Regions from separate parts of the Xenopus laevis genome. Here region 1 is linked to region 2. The links are chromatin contacts, called in public Hi-C maps. All regions are on one chromosome and are shown on one strand. Each heading gives the region's core, a stretch centred on a gene start, on an enhancer-like site or on the middle of the called end of the contact. The rest is flanking DNA. Distances are from core to core; before and after follow the strand shown.

Region 1 (6,340 bases), core at 2,944-5,443, 130 kb before region 2:
ACTCGCTAAAATTGTGAAAAAATCTGGATTAGGCACATTTTTTGGATTATTGTATGACACCGAGCACAGATCAGGATATCAACGGGACATCTGCCATTGACTTCTACATGAACTCGGCCGGTCTGAGTTGGAGTACTTTTGTATTCGGACTTTTAACACCACTGGCAAGGGCATAACTACAGAGGAAGCAGACCCTGCAGCTGCAGGGGGCCCAGGGGGTATAGGGGCCCAATGAGGTCCTAATTGATATACAATTTCAATTAATATTGGTAAAAAAGGTCAATCTCTAGTCATTTTGGGGCCTGAAAAATAATTAATGTGGGGTCCAGTAATATCTAGTTATGCCACTGACCATCGGGGCTTAATAAATCTCGAAAAATTCAAGTTTCTTTTTCTACAAATAAAAAATGGTGGTTTTCTCCTTTAAAAGTCCAACCAGAAAAAAAATCGGACTTTGATAAATAACCCTCTAAATGTGGACAGAGTGTAGCTAGAAGTGACTGGGTCCCACAGAAAAATCATTTTAGGTTCCCTAAAAACAACTTATCGATAAATCGCCCACTGGGCCCCCTAGAGTCTCCTTGCCCCACCACCAGCAGTTGCATTGGCCTGTGTTCTTTATAGTTACATCCCGGTGTGTACGTGTGTATACATGCCGTCTGTGCTTTGGTATTACTGTGCTTTACAGATGGGTGTGTGCCAAATTGTTTAAACCATATAACCATTAAAAGTGTATACTCTTCTTGTTAAGAAAATGACTGTTACAAGGGCCACACCCAGAGCACAAAGGAAAAGTAAACAACTGCCAGCTGCTGCCGCTCCCTAGATGTATTTATGAGCTCCTTGGCTTGCATGGCCTAGAGTAACAGCAGCAGGCACAGCCGTGGCAATGAAGAATCATAGAGTAAAATAGTGATTACATTTCATTATGGGTTTATGGCCTAGACATTATAAATCTGTTGGGATTAAAAAGATTATTTTCATGTCGTCCTGTGATTCTAATAGACAATAAGCAACTGATCCACATCAGTGAAATTGGCATCCATATCCATCCATCAACGATCAGCATCAATCCATATAAAATTGTGCCTACCTATTAAAGCTGTGTTTTGATTTTAGTTTCTTTATATGATGACACAGAATGTGCAGGAACCTGAATATGGAAGTGCATTTTTGTTTCTGTATACAGGGGTTTATACAAGACTCAAGCCGGGGGTGGAAGGTAGCTGCATGTAAATCAAATGATGCAACATTGAGTGCCTATAGGAACACCATATAAAGGGTGTTTGGTTCGTATATCTAGGTCTCAGTTAAGTATAGGGCTCCTTTGTACCCAGGCATGCTGAACCTTGTACCTCATCTGTCAAAATAGGTGCAGTAGGGAAAAAGACCCTTCCAGTAGTATGGATGAGTGCAAGAAGGTGCAGGAATTTTAAACTGATTAAATATAGGCATTAGAACTGGGGGGCACCTGATGTGAGCAGCCAAGAGGTAAAAGTTGTTCAGTGCCAAAGTGAAGGCCCCTCTCTCATACAAATTGATCTTCCCCGGTGCATGGATGTAATTTTGCACCCATTTCCGTTCCAAATGCTATGTTTAGTTTTTGTAAAAGAGTCATGAAGTACAGTGAAAACCAGGTATAATGAATGAGGGTAGCGGTAGAAAAATCTGGAGCCACGTTGCACCTTGTTTATTCCCATGCATATTTGCAAACATTTTTAGGTTAATAGCACAGTAAATATGCCAGCTGAGTAAATATGCCATCTGAGAACCTCTCAGCCGCTGCCTCCTGCACCCTGTGTGTGCATTTAAAGGCACAGGATCAGCTTGTCAGCACAGGATTTTGGAAGCGCTAAAGTATGCATTTCTGCACCAAAATTTTTTTGGTGTGAGCAGGCTGATCCTGTGCTTATCAATGCACCCATATACAAGGAATAAAGCTGGCCATAGATGCAAAGATCCGATCATTCGAATCCTCGAACAATCGGATTTATCGGACTTCCCCATCTCACGACCTGCCACTAACCTTTCATATCAAATAAAGTAGTGAAAGAACAGATCAGCCGATGTTCTGCCCCTACAGCAATCGTACGATAGTTATGTCCGACCAAAGCTGGTGACAGTCTCCCACTGAAGATCGGCAATACATGCAGAGATATTATCGGCAGCCAAAAGAAATTTTCTAACCTGTCCGTTCGACTGAACAAATGATGGGCACTCCACACACGATCAGAAAATCGTACGAATATATCGGATCTTTGCTTCTATTGTCAGCTTAAAAGAGTAGGATGCAATAGACTGACAGAATAATTTACAAATCTGCAGCCAATGCAGCCCGCAATTTTTTAGACACGGTTGCAGGCGACAAATCTCCTGAAAATGCCTCCCCATTGCCGGTTATTGAAATCGCTGGTGGTATGCCCAACTGATCGCTAAATCGTCCAAAAGATGCCCCTGGAGGAAACTTTGGACATACAGTACCGCCATACTGCTGGACATACCGCCAGCTATTCCTGTTACTGGAAATGGAGAGGCATTTTTGGGAGATTTCTCGCCCAGAGCTGCGTCTAATAAATCACGCGCTATAAATCTTCCCATGTGCCACTGCCCTAAGAGCAATGGCACATTGGACATTGTGTTGCTTGTGATAAATCTTGGCTACTGCAGGCAACAAAATGTCCATTTTTTTCTTCCCAACAGCTAAAATGCAAAACGCCTGTTGGGAAACATAAGCGGCACACGATTGTCCAAATTTTTCACACAAGGAGACTTCAGGCTACTTCAAAATTGTGTCTACGACATGTACTGTATGTCTCCCCACTGGTGATTTGAATTTTTGCTGGTGAAATTGTTCATTATTTTAGTCCCCGCCTGTCAGAGGGGACTGAAACAGTAAAGTAACTAGAGGGGGACGGGCTATGGCGCGGTACGTGCAGCCGGGCCCCCGCCCCCCTCCGTACAGCCGCTATTACTAAAGAACTCAGTGGCACGCGAGCTACCGGGGGGCCCTGAGGGGGTGCGGGCCCTGGCCCAATCGCACCCCCTGCTCCCCTGGTAGTTAAGCCACTGGACTGAAATAAGGTACAATAAAATAAATATATTCATTTATACAACTAAAATAAAGCTAATCTTCTTAATACGCTATAATAGGAATCATTATTTCTGACATTCATTAACTAAGAGGCAGATTTACTAAGACGCGAATGGAAAATTCTAATTTCAAATTTATATTTTGCTCAAAACAATCAACTTGAATTTGAATGTGAGACACTTCAAAAATTCAAATTCGAATATTCGCCACCTAAAACCTGCCGAGTTCATGTAGAAGGCAATGGCAGAGGTCCCTTGAACTATTTGAAGATGTCAATTGTTGTCATGAGCGAAATTTTTCGCCATGTTTTGACGCAAAAATGATGCCCATAGACTCCAATGGGAGAAAAAACATTTGCTGTGCAATATTCAAGTTTTTATTCTGGAATTTGGATCAAATTTTCCGGTCAGGACTATTCGATCGAATTTTAGACCAATAATCATTTTTTGATCAATAATACTTGCATATCATTCGAATGGTGATCAAACTTTAGACTTTATTAGAGTTTTTAAAAAAATCACATTATTCTACAATTCAACCTTTGATAAATAACCCCCTAAATATGTAACGTAGCTTTCAAGTGACAAATACAATCCAGTGTTTCCCTTTCATGGCAAACGGATGCAGAGCTTGATTCTCAAAGCTGTAATGTTAGCTGGGTAATAATTCACTCTCTCTGTTGCTATACAATAGCTGGTAAAGTGCTGACTAATCTGTGCAGCAGCTTCTGTAATGCAGACTCTTGTTTCATACACGCAGAACAACCTGATGAGTGGCAACAAACAATTCAATCTCAGGGCTTAGTCACAATGTGCATTTACTGTGACAGTGGAGAAAAGGCAAACTGCACTGTATGTGTATGTATCATTTCGGCCCATATCTGCGTTTTCTTTTTGTATTGCTTAGCTTACTTTTTAGGCCCTTTCCCAGGGCCAGAATTAAGCATTTGCCTAGAGCACAATGGTGATGGGGGGCCAAGCACTGTACCTATTTTCAGGGTTGGACTGGACCATTGGGGGCCCACCGGGTTCCAAACCTCTGGGGCCCCTGCGGCATGCCCGCAATTCTTTTTTTTATGGGGCCAGACGAACTGAGAGCAGATCTGTGCCGACTGGGGTCCATGAGGGCCAGGGCCAGTCTGAATCAGCCTCTTTTGCTTTAACGTGGTCACTCATCTGCGCATGCATATGCAGAGGGGGTCTCCTTCTCCTTGGCCCGGCACTTTCCTCTCCAATTCATCTTCTATTCTAACTTCCAAACTGCTGCTTGGTTGCAAGTAGTGATGTGCGGGTTTTATAGTTTGGAAACTTTTTAAAGCAATCTTCTACTTTTGGTTTATGGATCTGAAAAACTATGGCCGTAGTATTTTGAAGAACTGGAAATATTGGGCAGATTTAATATTATTATGATTATTATTATTAATAATAATACTTGACAATTGAATTGGCCATGAGATAGGGAACTGGACCCAATTCACCTCTGCTTTACTTTCAAAAATGACAAAGTTTGGAGGAATCCTTGCAGAGATGAGCACATTAGGGCAAGAGGACAATTACACACTTCAAACGTATTACTTTTCAGCACTCAAACACTTGTTAAGTTTCTAAGAGTTGTCACCTTCTCTAGAATGAGATGTCTCCTCCCAAACGCTCAGTCAATTCCCAGACATGACTACAGCTGAGTCAGTGAGATTGCAAAACTTGATTTTCTTCATTTGACCTGGTAACAGATGGTGCCTGCAGCAATACAGCAGGTTATACTGGATATGTACACTAGGGGTCACACTACTGCCTCCTTACAAATAAGCAAGGCTTATAAGGTAGAGCCCAATCCAGTACAGTAGAACCCCCATGTTACCTTTTCCAGGGGACCAAAAAAAATGGTGTAAAATCTGGGAAATTGTAAAATCAGGGAAATTTTTTATATTTAAAGTGGACCTGTCACCCAGCATAAAAAGCTGTTTAATAAAAGTCCTTTTCAAGTTAAACATGAAATCCAAATAATTTTTTTATTAAAGGTTTCGTAGCTGTTGTAAACTTATTTAAAAATCTCAGCTGTCAATCAAATATTTTCAGCCCCTCCTCTATGCCTTAGGTAGGCAATTACTTTCACTTTCCATTCAGCACTTACTAAATGTCACTGCATTACCCACATTCCCCCCATTCTCTTCACCATTTAATTGTGTAGCCAGGGCATTGGGATGGACATCAGGTCCCCCATTCTGATGCACAAAGAAGATTCTGAGATGATACAAGGCTTGCCTTAATAACAGTGTCCACAAAATGGCTCCTGTCTGCTTGTTATAATTATGAATTCCCAGACTGAAGAAAACAAGATTCAAATAATTGATATAGTGTAATTGAAGTTAATTTTGCTTGACTAACGTGATAAAATAGGATTTGGAATAATTTTTTTGGGTGACGGGTCCCCTTTAAATATATATGTGGGACCACAAAACAACTATGTAATATGAGGGAAAACTTATATACAGGGGATGTAAAATTGAGGTTGTATTGTATTGTATATGTATACAATATGTATATATGTCATAAATTCGACTAACTTATGTTTGTCACTTTGTACATTTCAGTTTGTCTCATGATGTTATGGGAGTTTCATTAACTTTAGATTTATGAAGGTGGGAAAAGGAAAATGTAGAAAAGCTAAGCCCCTCAAATGGAGAAAACCCATTTAAACCAATTAAGTCCAATCAGTAGACAAAGTCTGCAGATGGTGCTGTTGGAAGCAGTAGTTCAGCAGCAGATGGACGGCTGCATGTTATGTCACATATTTAATAAAGTAAAATGGCATTTTCTTGGCCAATGGACTATTCCCAATTTCACAAATACTCCAGCAGAGCCAGCAGACTTTCACTATATTTTTCATGTTAATTCCTTGTCTATGTGTTAATTGTTGCTACCTGATCGCTTGGCAGAATTTGGAAGGTTTCTATAATCAAAAGGTAGATAGGAAACAACATGAAAGGGCCATCGATATTGTCAATTTTTTAGTAAAAAATATGCCTGGTACAAGGTAATACAAACCCAACTACCCTCGTACCTTATATTTACTTGGTTGCAGCTAAGATCGGGGCAAAGGGGTAGGTCATGCTACAGTGTTTCTGGCGGGGAGCGGATCCCACCATGTTTTGACCCGTTGTTCTGCCAGCTAAATCCGACCCTGGTAATACACACGTGGCATAGTTCTATAATCTCTCTCTAAACATAGTATGAGAAATACTTAGGTATA
Region 2 (6,849 bases), core at 3,697-6,196:
ACAGTTCCATCCACTAATTACCACCTACCATTGAGATGCACAGGGATAATCTTGGTGGTGTCCACCCCTCAGAAAGCCATTTTGACCTCTGCGTGCCATTAGCTTTTGCTTATGTGTTTGCTTTACAAACAATGGAATCATAAGTTATTTCTTAGTCAGGTGTCTGAAATATTTATTATCATTGCTTTAGACGGCAATTCATTACCTGCGGAAATCTATTCAAGACTTAATGAATGGGGAGCACACGCTGGTTGCCAAACCTGTATGAATGCTGCAGCCGTCCCATCATGGAGTGCGGTGATGACAGCACCACAACACAGTGGGGCTCATTTATCAACACTGGGTGAATTTTCCCATGGGCAGTAACCCATGGCAGCCAATCAAATTGCTGCATTCATTGTTTTACTTGCAGCTGGCTTTAAGAAGCTAAACACTGATAGGTTGCTATCAGGGCTGGATTTGTCCCCTCCCCTTTATTTGTGCAAATTTTCATCATCGGGACCTGAGCAATGGGGACTGGCACAGGGGAAATTTAAAGCAATTGTAAACAATTGTATCTCCTGCGCATCCCCAATATTTTTGAACCAATGTGGGTGTGGTTGGGCATCATGCCGCCCCCTAAAATCCTGCCATCTTGGCCCGGGCCTTGATGGCCTTTCGACAAATCAGGGCCTGGTTGCTATAGGTAACTGCCCATAGGCAAATTTGCCCAGTGTTGATAAATGAGCCCCACTTAGGGTTTGCCACCTTTTCTGGAAAAAAATACCGGCCTTCCTATATATTTATCTTTTTCCCTATTAATAAAATTGGGATAAGCCATTATTTTTACTGGCCAGGCCGGTAAAATACTGGCCAGGTGGCAACCCTAGCCCCGCTGTGTATCAGTGGCCTGAAGGGAAAATATACAGAGTTAATATATTATGTTGGATTCTGAGGGGGAGGCCCAGGACCCAAAAGGTTTAAGAACCTGTTCTTGTACCATTTATTATATGGACTGTTTAATTACTGACTGCAAAGAGAAGGACCATATACTGTTATATTGCATGATTGCTGTTGAAAAAGAAACAATGATAAAATGATATTTGGTATTGTCTTCTACAAAATGTAATAACCCTAGGCCATGGTGCTCTCATACTTTACTAAACCGACAAAAAAAGGCTTATAAATCAGGTGGTGTGTGTGAGTGTATCACTGAGTATAATGTTGAAATGACACAGCATAAAGCACACATGGCGAACAGCAGACAACACCTCTGCTATAGGAAAACCGCGCCACTCCCTTGCTGGGGCTGCTCAGGGTGTGGAGAGACTGAGGACAGGCAAAAGGAGGGGGGTGAGCAGCAACTCTGGTTGCCACAGAAACAGTGATGTCATCCCACCCTGCATCTTATTGGAGGAAACCCCGTGGCCCAAGCCGCAGCCTGCTGTTCAACCTAACCAACCCTTTTTTCCCCACCCCACTCCCCCGCCTAACACTCCCGCGCTACACCGCTATTGGCTCTGATAGCTGAGGAAACGCGGAATTGACAGGCGCCCCCGCGGCTTCTGATTGGCCGTGTTGATTAGAGTCGCGTCCCTCTTTGCCAACGCCTGATAGGCAAGTTCGGTTGCGCAGGTCAGGGTTTCTTGTGCGCTGTGCTTGAAGCCGCCGCCTGATATTTCTTGTCCTCGGTCTGCCGGCCGCGTCGGGTGAGGAGCGCAAGGTGAGTTCGTCTCTCGGAACTACTGGGGTATTCGACGTGGACGGACGCTGTTTGGCGGGGAGAAGTGTTTTTGTGTTACATTTCCAGGATATTATGTGCCTGCAGCTCGCCTGTCTTTATGGGGATTGTGCTTGTGGTGTATGGGCGATACATTACCTCTAAGGGCGATACCATTACCTCTAAGGACGATACCATTGCCTCTAGGGGTGATACCATTGCCTCTAGGGGTGATACCATTGCCTCTAGGGGTGATACCATTGCCTCTAGGGGTGATACCATTGCCTCTAGGGGTGATACCATTGCCTCTAGGGGTGATACCATTGCCTCTAGGGGTGATACCATTGCCTCTAGGGGTGATACCATTGCCTCTAGGGGTGATACCATTGCCTCTAGGGGTGATACCAGTCCTAGGAACAGTGTGGCAGGGATTCTCACTAGCCTCTGTCCTTGCTGTTATATTTTCAGGCCAGGCAGCCGTTCCAATGCTGCTTGTGCCAACTAGTAAAGGATTATGGGAGTTGTAGTTCTGGCTTTCCTGTATGTGGGTAGAGAAACACAAGACTGGCTGATATTGTGCAGGAAAACAGTGTTTCTTTAGCCTTTAATAGTGTTAGGAAGCCTATGGGAACTGCTGTGGGGTTTGCTCAATAAAAGGTATAGTTATTATTCATTTTATGGCTTTTAACACTCATGGGAGTTTGTAGCCATTATTAAAGGCTCATGATACTTCCTTGAGAGACCAGTGTGCTTTCATTGATACTATATTCCTATGGAGACTTAATTTTATATATTTGTATCTGATAATACCTTTTGAAAGTGATTGATACAATTGTAGCCCTATTACAGTATTGCTGGGAGGCTTGCGTTGCTATTGGCTGGCTGGGGGCAGTGATGAGACAATGCTTATTTAGCGTGGAGCTGTGTCTGTTCCGTGACACTATCCTGCGTCTTCTTGACATTGGGATGCGACCTCTCCCTGTGACGGATTCTGCTGGATGATTGCTTTTTTTGGTTGCAGGTATAAGGCTTTTTATTTGCTTTATGACTCTAGTTATGGGCTTAAAGACCTTTTAAGAAACGGCCGCCGTCTTCTGCTGTGGTGTTGGGTGCTGGCCTTTTCCTGCCAGAGAGGTTGAAAAGAAGCTTCGATCTAGAAAGCACCCACCCTAGAGTATATATTTCCTTTACAAAAAAAAATCGAGTTGTATGTTGCAGTGCTGGAAAGCCTAGTTCCCTTGAAGGGAGGGCGGAAAAGAGGGAGAGGCCGTCAGGGCGTGGAAAACTAGGAAGCCTCCAGACAAAAGGAAGGGCATCCTGATCCCTTCCTCCTCCTTTCTATGGGATAATGTTCAATGCAGGACTCCTCCCTCTACAATGCTCTCTCTAGCTGCAAGGAGCAGTCCTCTCGGCTATGTCCGGCCGGGTTTTCTTAAATTTTACACATCTCTGCTTTGTAAATCTTGCTTTGTTTACAGCCGGAGTGCCCATACTCTACTAATGTGGGGTCTACTTTTAGTCATGTTGTCCAATTATGATCTACATCCATAATATCACTGTTAGCATTCTGTTCCATGGAAAATATTAATTAAATATTATATTGATTTATAAGATCATTTATATTCCTATATTTAAAAAACTATTTCTTATGTAGCCTTAACAGAATAAATATCTGAATGAAAAGAATAAAACAGAAGGGTGATTTAGACAAGCTGTCTGTTGACAGTGTCTTGAGCTCTACTGATCACCAACTAAAAGTCTACTGGTAGATCCCGATTTACCTGTTGGACACCCCTGGTTTACAGCAGTCCCCTGAAGCTCCCTTGGCGTGATGCAGAGAATAAGGATTAGAGTGGCTGTGGGTGCAGGTCAGTAGACACTGCTGATTTGATCTTTTGATGAGAGTTCTATATTTAAAGGGATTTTTATTTTTGTGATGTCGTTTTTTATTTTTAAATTACACTGCAAATAATTCACTCTACAATATAAAATCTCGTTCTTAAAGGACATGTAAAGCCTACATTTTCCTACCATGTAAATAAGTTGGGCATACCTTCCCCCAACCAAATGGCATTATTGGTACTGCATATATCCCCTCAGTTTGCCAGCATCATTACATTTCCCTAAAAGAAATAGCAGATTTCACCCAGGGCCATTTTCCCTCTGACACATCATCAGTGCATTTATATCTGCAAACAGCACATATGAGATGTAAAGTTCTTGCATTTAAAGAATGCAGAATTTACTATGATGAAAAGTCCTGCTTGAATTGAGAACTGTAATGGTCACTCTGAGCTCAGGAGAGGGGTTAGGGTTTAAAAATAGGAGCAGACAGCTAGAGCATAGTTTCTATGGGAATCAGCAATGCTATCTCTTCATTGGCTGCTAAACTGGAGGGTGTTTAGAAATCTGAGCTTGGAAGAACGGAGCATGCTCAGTAGCCTTCAGCCAAAGGAAATTCCTGAGGAGAGGGGCTGAGTAGGCGAGAGGGGCTGAGTAGGCGAGAGGGGCTGAGTAGGCGAGAGGGGCTGAGTAGGCGAGAGGGGCTGAGTAGGCGAGAGGGGCTGTAGGAATTCTAAGTAATTAAGGGGGATGCTGCAGCCTTACTATTAAACTTTGAAATACCAGAGTGGCAGGTATTTAGAGATTTCAAAAGGGCTGTTCAATGATTCGATTTTTGCGTGGGAAGTTTACATGTCCTTTAAACCAGCAAGTGTATTTTTTTTTTAGTTGTAATATTGGTGTGTAGGTGGTTTGCCTGGTCATGTGATTTCAGAAAGAGCCAGCAATTTAGGATGGAACTGCTTTCTGGCAGGCTGTTGTTTCTTCTACTCAATGTAACTGAATGTTTTGCAGTGGGACAGTGATTTTACTATTAAGTGCTGTTCTTCTATCTACCAGGCAGCTGTTATCTTGTGTCAAGGAGCTGCTATCTGGTTACCTTCCCATTGTTCTGTTGTTAGGTTGCTGGGGGGGATATCAATCCACCTTGCAGTAAAGAGTGAAAGTTTGTCAGAGCACAAGTCACATGACTGGGGGGAGTTGGGAAACTGACAATATGTCTAGTCCTGTGTCAAATTTCTAAATTAAATCTAAAAAAAATCTGTTTGCTCTTTTGAGAAACAGATTTCAGTGCAGAAGTCTGCTGGAGCAGCACTATTAACTGATGCGTTTTGAAAGGAAAAAAAAAACATTCTTTCCCATGACAGTATCCCTCTAAGTTTTTAACACGGTTACTTCTTTTTCAGGTTACAGCTGACTGCGCATCAGATTAATTGAGAACGGCTCTTGTTGGTTGGCAGACTTCGCCTTTTCCTTCCTTTCCACCTATCTGATCTCCTCCCTCAGCACAGCCATGGACAGGACCGCACAGATCCAGAAGGCCAAGCTAGCCGAGCAGGCTGAACGTTACGACGACATGGCAGCCAGCATGAAAGACGTGACAGAGTGTGGCGGGGAGCTGTCCAGCGAAGAGAGAAATCTCCTTTCTGTTGCCTACAAGAACGTGGTGGGAGCAAGAAGATCTGCCTGGCGGGTCATCTCCAGCATTGAGCAGAAGTCGGACAGTGAAGAAACCAAGCTGAAGATTGCCAAAGAGTACAAAGAAAAAGTGGAGAGTGAGCTTCAAAGTATTTGTGAAACTGTTCTGGTGAGTGAGTTTAATGAGCACTAGGACTGTATCAGTCATGAAAAAGCTGTCCAGACTCTTGCTAACCAAACAGCTGTTCAATTAAAGGGAAACTATCGCAAAAATGTAATATAAGCTTCAGCACACTGAAATAAGTATAAATAAGAAGTTTTCTAAATATAATCAATTAAAAATCCTGTACTGTTTCTCAAATCAAGTTCATCTTTGCTATCCCTTTCCCCGCATCTGTTTCTCTTCATTCTCTCTTTGGGTGTCATATATTCATTGACAGATCCAATATATTTTATAGGGTGTTCCTTTTACCTTGATGTATTAGAGCTCACTATTAAAATCACCAGACATCATGTCTCTCTACATGCAGAATTCGTGCAAAAGGCAGTTATTTTGTTTGATTATGTTTGTACTGGAATCCGTTATTTGAATGAGCTTTAATTCATCTGCTAGGAAAGGAAGCCCCCCTATAAGATCTATTGGATCGAACTGTCAATGACTATCTGACACCCAACTGCTGCATGCAGAGAAAAATGAAGAGAAACAGATGCTGAGAGAGGAATAGTGAATATAAACTTGATTATTTGTATTTAGAAAGTTTCTTATTTCAGCATGATGAAGCTTATATAACATTTTTATCTCCCCTTTAAATTTTATTCCCCTACACCAGTCCTGCTATTGGTGACCTCAACAACGTACAGGTGTCTGCCAAACCACTGGTATTTTATAGGGCCTAATTGTTTTTTTTTTTTTTTACATAGAGAATATCACAGTACAGGTATGGGATCCGTTATCCGGAAACCCGTTATCAAGAAAGTTACAAATTACGCAAAGGCCGTCTCCCATAGACTCCATTATAATCAAATAATCCAAATTTTTAAATATTATTCCCTTTTTTTCCCTGTACTGATAAAACAGTACCTTGCACTTGACCAAACTAAGATATAATAAATACTTATTGGAAGCAGAACCCACCTATTGGGTTTATTTAAAGTTTATCTGATTTTCTAGTAGACTTAAGATCTGAAATTACGGAACGATCCATAATCTGGAAAACCCCAGGTCCCAAGCATTCTGGGTAATAAGTCCCATACCTGTATATACAATTATATATTAGAAGTAGGAGTAATCTTGATTGTGCCTCCTGGCACTTCAGTTATTTATATAGAGCGATTGCTTCTGTTTATTTCATAAATCATAATCCCAAACCATCTGTGCTCTGCTATTTTTACTCAACACATTGGAGTCCAGTAAAATGTTTATGAATGTATTCAGTGAATGTGTAGGGGACCATCATTCATAGATTTCCTTCTGTCCATGTACAGATTGCTGTCTGAAGTATATTTCACCTGAATAGTGCTCAAGTAGGTTTTCTTCAAGTTTAAATCCGTATCAAACTGAGTAGAAAGTTTCTGAAACCAGTTTAACTTGAGCTTAGTGATCAAAACTGCAGCACTCCCATGTCATACTAAGTCATCCAAAACTGTAGTAGTATTTTCCTTAAGTTCCT

The links. A called contact is a pair of places that touch in the nucleus more often than the background predicts.
Region 1: a contact with region 2 is called in a Hi-C map of the XTC cell line, with 3 times the contacts expected there. The contact joins the enhancer-like site here to the promoter of ywhaq.S in region 2. A contact is called at or near these places in 2 of 4 Hi-C or Micro-C datasets (the XL177 cell line and the XTC cell line).

The regions. Positions count from the first base shown.
Region 1 is chr5S:125,524,169-125,530,508 of Xenopus_laevis_v10.1, reverse strand. No RefSeq gene overlaps it. Among protein-coding and RNA genes, the nearest start is that of grhl1.S, 100 kb to the left of the region's middle. Within about 2 kb of position 4,193, at least 1 of the 7 cell types and tissues checked has an H3K27ac peak or open chromatin away from gene starts, as enhancers often do.
Region 2 is chr5S:125,397,218-125,404,066 of Xenopus_laevis_v10.1, reverse strand. ywhaq.S (tyrosine 3-monooxygenase/tryptophan 5-monooxygenase activation protein theta S homeolog) reads left to right here and starts at 4,946. Exons shown (of 5, transcript NM_001086903.1): 1 at 4,946-5,348. The coding sequence starts at 5,055.